Linked DNA regions of Mus musculus: region 2 is linked to region 1. Evidence: chromatin contacts called from public promoter capture Hi-C data. All regions are on one chromosome and are shown on one strand. Each heading gives the region's core, a stretch centred on a gene start, on an enhancer-like site or on the middle of the called end of the contact. The rest is flanking DNA. Distances are from core to core; before and after follow the strand shown. Region 1 holds the start of Sf3b1 (splicing factor 3b, subunit 1). Region 2 holds the start of Aox1 (aldehyde oxidase 1).

Region 1 (2,700 bases), core at 86-2,585:
AATGTCCCAGCTATTGGTCCTAAACCATCTCTTTAGATTCGCATCGGAATTCCCTCCTTACACCCTCCTCTATCCTACCACAGCGACACTCACTGCATGGTACAAGATGTTCCCTCCGGCTCAGACATCCTCCCCTAATTTAAAACTGATTGATCCTTTTTTATCAGCGCCGCGTCACCACCTCCCAAAAATAACTAAGCATAAATTAATGGCTCCGTTACCCAGCTTCTCAGAAAGTACTGGCTTTACTTCTCTGTACACATTCCTTTGATTTTCTAAGAGAATATTCACACATCTGCTTCCACATCAAACTGTCAAATTTCTGACATCCTTAGCTTGTTACCTCTCTCTAACACCGAGACACACACTTAGAAAGGACGGGTTTAGTGACTTAGTGTCAGCGTAAATTTTGGCTTCTTAACCGGGAGCCAAGAAACAGGGATTCTGTCTCTCAGACTCAAATTCCTTCCCGTCTTCTCTGGTTACTTTCCTTATGGAATCTGGTTGCTTCTCAACATGTTTCTAGCTCTGTTTACTCTTGTGCAGCATAAAATAAGCGACTACCCAGAAAACTTTGGCAACTGGTCAAATCTGCCTTTCCTTCTCTCTTCCTCCTGATTCTCCAACACCTAGCTCTCAAAGGGAAAAAGATAGAACACCAGGACACAAGTGATTAAAGGAGTAAACTACCAGATTTTCTGCCGGAATCATTTAGTGCAAGCACCACAACACGATCCAGCCGCCTTGGAGATGCCTGTATCGCGAAGGCTGGGATTGGCAGGCCTGCGCTGAAGCGGCCTCCGTTAGGAGCGGCCCGAAAGCGGCTGCCGTCATTCAGGGCTTTCCAGGTACGAACTGCCGACGATAGCGCCCGGGGGGCGAGAAAGTCGGCCTCCCACGTCCGCCTCCCCGCTCCCTCCCCGGGAGTCCCCCGGGGCAAGCCGCTCGAGCGAGGCTCTCCGGTCAGAACAAGAGAACTCGGAAGCACCAACAGCCAGCGCGGAACAAAGCGCCGGTCCCGGAGTGCGAGAGGACGCCATTACGCGGGCAGCGGCCTGCGCCGACGAGCCGAGCAGGCCTCGCCGCGCGGCCTCGGTCGAGACCAGAGATGCCACGCGAAGACGCAGAAAGCCAGGAGAGAGGGCCGCGGCTGGCTGGCTGCCGAGGTCGCGCGTGGGAAGGGAAAGGCCGCTTACCTTCGTGAGTCTTGGCGATCTTCGCCATTTTGTCCACTCGAACACACAGACGGAACTGGCGCTCCCAAGGACTTCCGCTCGCCGCCGCCAGAAACAGAGGCCGCTCTCTGAGCGTGCGCACCCGGGAGCGCGCGCCGCACTGTAGCACGTACTTCAACTGCCACCTATATGAGACTGCGAGGGGCATTATGGGAGTGGGCGGGGCCAGGGCGGGCTCCCGGCGGCTTCCTTAAAAAGCCAGCGAAACCGCGGGGAAGACTAAACGCGGAAGAGGATGGCTACTTCCCAAGAGGGCTGTAGCCTGTCCGGCCAGTGGTGGGTAACGTGCCGTTAATTCAAGCACTCGGAAGAGAAGAGGCAGTTCGAGGCCAGCCTGGTCTACAAAGAGAGTTCCCGAAGCCAGGGCTGTACAGACAAAGCCTGTCTTTAATAAAACCAAAGGAGCCTGGCAGTGGTGGCGCACCCCTTTAATCCCAGCACTTGGGAGGCAGCGGCAGGCAGATTCTGAGTTCGAGGCCAGCCTGGTCTACAGAGTGAGTTCCAGAACAGCCAAGGCTACACAGAGAAACCCTGTCTCGAAAAAAACAAAAATAAAAAGTAGAGAGAGAGAGAGATTAAATTACACAAAATAGAATTTAGCCAAAGGAACACTGCCTCCAAGACACCCAAAAAATAAACAGTATGCTAGCCAGGCCTGTTAGAAATAAAGTTTATGATGCCTAAGATGTTAATGTTGGTTCACCAGTATTGACCAGCCATTAGATACGGTAGAATACTTCTCTTAACAGGCAGCTCAAGGGAATAGTATAGGGTCACAAGCAATGTTAAGTCCTGATCTACAATAAAGCCCAGTTCTTTTCTTGAGAGAAACATAATTCTGCCAAATGGGTAAGATGACCCCAGGTAACAACTATTTGAAAAAGTACAACACTGGTGCACTTAAAATAATTCTGGCAATAACTGATGCCTAAATGACCAGGCAAATAGGAGTGACCTATTGACCAGATTTTCAGCCTTCTGTCTCTGTTTAAGTTGTACTAAATGTAACCCAGGGTTGGGACCTAAATTACAAATTTGAGGATAACCTCATATTTGGAGAAAATAAGCCTAAGGTGTCTCTAAGTTATCAAAATGTATTCAAGGCTGGCCCTACCGAGCATTAGCCAGAGCCAGCTGTGCCAGACCTTTTTCCTTTATTATCCTCCAAATGTGCAGGATGCTTTCTCACTGGGAAGGCTTATCATTTCTATAACAGATTCAAAGGAGCATTTGCTGCATTTGTGGTAATTGTAGAAGCTAAATACTTCCTGGAGTTCCAGAGTAATGATAAACATCACTAAAAGATCACCCAGAATTGTCTTGTGAATCCTCTTTTATAAAAATAAGATTTTTTCATGCTGGGCGTGGTGGCGCACGCCTTTAATCCCAGCACTCAGGAGGCAGAGGCAGGCGGATTTCTGAGTTCAAGGCCAGCCTGTTCTACAAAGTGAGTTCCACAGGGCTA
Region 2 (2,700 bases), core at 68-2,567, 3.0 Mb after region 1:
ATCATTAGAAGAAGGAAATGAGATTCCCTGGAACTGGAGTTTCAGAAGACTGTGAATGTTAGGAATTGAATCTGTTAGAAACAAATGCTCTGAGCCACTGAGCCATCTCTAGTTAGTAAGATTTTAGAATGGAGATTATTGGCATCAGGAGAGTAAAAGAATTCTAGCTTTTAATCTGTTCATCTAATCTTTTAATCTCTTCACTATTGCTAAAGCAGAATGCCCCAAACTGGATACTTTATAAAGAAAACAGGTTTGTTCTAGTCCTGGGTCCTGGAAGCTCTTAACCTCTGAGCCATTTCCCCAGATCCTGTCAAACATAAAGTATTTTTCAAAAAAGAAAATGTTTGACAGATATGGAGGCTCACACACACCTTTGATTCCAGCACTCAGGAAGAGGCAGAAGCTGATAGAAGCTGTCAGTTCAAAGCCAGTAAATTCCAAACTAGCCATAGCTTTATAGTGATGCTTACACACACACACACACACACACACACACACACACACACACACACACACACACATACACACACGTTTTCTGTCTACTGGTAAAACACTGTCTGAAATGTGCTTAAGATCCTTGGGAAGCAAGGAGGTGTTAGCCACTTACTGTTAACCACTCCTGGAATTGCTGAGATGTGGTTTCTTCTCCTCTACCTACAAACGGGAAGTTTTCACAATAAAAATGTTGTGTAGTGGTGCATACCTTTAATCTCAGCACTCAAGGGGCAGAGGCAGGTGGAGATCTGTGATTTCGAGGCCAGCCTGGTCTACAAAGAAGAGTTCCAAGACAGCCAGGCTGTTACCCAGAGAAACCCTGTGTGAATGGGTATTGAGGGGTGGGGATGTTGTATTGCATGAATAAAATAACCTAGGGAGATATACTAAGGCCTGGAAAATAATTTGGTCTCATTTGAGACTTGCCAGGTTTTATAAAGTGGATTCTAAAATATAAAGAAAGCCAAAAAGTGAGGTTAAGGGCGCAGGACTCTTGGGAAGTGACTCAGCAGTACAGCCAGGCTGCCTTCCCCCTAAACAAACGAGAGGATTCTGGAAACCACTTCAATAAGCAAGCATTGGCACAGATACTAGAGCAATGACTCAGGACTTCCTGAGGCTGGCCGCCCAGCTACCCCTCTCTCCCATCGATGCCAAAACCCAAAGATTTCAGCTTGTCTCCCACGCTGGCACACTCTGTAGTGTCAGGAGAGTTTTCCCTTTAGGACCTCTGCAGCATTGGCTCTTCCAAAACTTTCTGGGAGGGTGGAGACTTAGAAGCACAGACAAGCCCCGCCCTGTAGCCTCGGGCAATTTATTCTCTGCAAGGACTGGCGCTGCTAGGGACCTGCTAGGGACCTCGGAGTCATGGACCCCATTCAGCTGCTCTTCTACGTGAATGGCCAGAAGGTGAGAGCCCGCGGGTAGGCAGACTCCTGCACCACCCCGGACCCCAGTTCTGGGCCCTATCCCAGCCTGCGCCCTGCTTTCGCTGAAACCTTAGCATGGGGTCTCATTGGGTCCTCAGCATAGGAATCTGCATTATAAAACTCAAAGGAGATCAGATTATTTTTCAGACCTTTCGCATCACGACCAGCGCATGGAAGACTAAGAATTTCAGAATGTCTGAATCCCAGGGCCTCTCCCTTCCGGACGGGGAGCATCCAGACCTTCCCTCCCTTAAAGCCTCCGGCTGATAAGATCTTCCAGCACAATTAAATAAGTAGCCTCAAGTCTCTGCTTGTCTGGGTGAGCAATACCCAGCTTTAACAGGGCCACAGAGGTGCACTGGTTCTAGCTACTCTGTGATTTTTCAACTTGGTGAAGCCAAAGCAAGTTCCTGGCACAGCACAGCTTGCCAGAATCAGGGGCTCCTGCCGAGTGTGGCATTTTGTTTTATTTGTGTGTGTGCCTTGGCTCTGAAGACTTTTATGGCGGCTCCAGGCAAATCCTGTTGCTTGGGGACAGCAAAGCCTCTGGGCATCGTTTAAAGCAGCCGTCTGGGCAGTGGCCCAGCTCATCTGGAGTGTTCTCTGTGTAAACTGATAGCACTTTGAGTGGGGGGTGGAGAGCTGCTGTCCACAATGTCAGTTCCGCCCTTTGGATCCCGCTGTGTTCCCTGTGTCTGGCTAGGGACAGCCAGAGCCCTTGTTCTAGCTGGCACTGGCTGACCAACTGGAAGCCAAGGAAGGTTTAGCGCCAACCAGACCTTTCCTGTGTGAGGACTCTTCGGAGGCTATGAAGTTGAGTCACACTGCTGTAGTTTTGTAATGTGTTTTCTTCCTTGAAGAACAGGGTCTCCCAAATCATAGAAGCCCCCATTTAAAAAAAAAAAAAACCTTTATGAGTCCCTGCTTCATGGCCCTGAAGCGGGATAGATGGATCCTTAAATAGATGAAACCCATTAGCTGTCCCCCCATCTCCCCACAGGACTACCATGAAGGTGAACTAGAATAATGGGTGAAATGGCTGCCCTGTTCCTTCCGTTTCCTTTTGCATAACAGAAAAAGCTGGAGTGTATTCTGTCCTTACTAAACGAACGGAATCCATTGCCGCTCACTGGAGCCTCACTGCCTCTTGGAGGCAGACTCCAAGGCTACTAACAGGCCAACACTACTTATTGCGAAAAGAGCAATCATGAATATCCATTGTGTGTTTTCATGAACATCCTAACAGATACTAAGCTATGTTTAAGCTTATGGG

Evidence for each region. Promoter capture Hi-C pulls out the DNA fragments that hold promoters and counts their contacts.
Region 2: a contact with region 1 is called in a promoter capture Hi-C map of embryonic stem cells, with 4 times the contacts expected there. The contact joins the promoter of Aox1 here to the promoter of Sf3b1 in region 1. A contact is called at or near these places in 2 of 39 promoter capture datasets (cranial neural crest and embryonic stem cells) and 1 of 9 other capture datasets (pancreatic islet).

The regions. Positions count from the first base shown.
Region 1 is chr1:55,026,143-55,028,842 of GRCm38.p6, forward strand. Sf3b1 (splicing factor 3b, subunit 1) reads right to left here and starts at 1,336. Exons shown (of 25, transcript NM_031179.2): 1 at 1,197-1,336. The coding sequence starts at 1,224.
Region 2 is chr1:58,028,652-58,031,351 of GRCm38.p6, forward strand. It overlaps Aox1 (aldehyde oxidase 1), which reads left to right and starts at 1,318. Exons shown (of 35, transcript NM_009676.2): 1 at 1,318-1,407. The coding sequence starts at 1,366.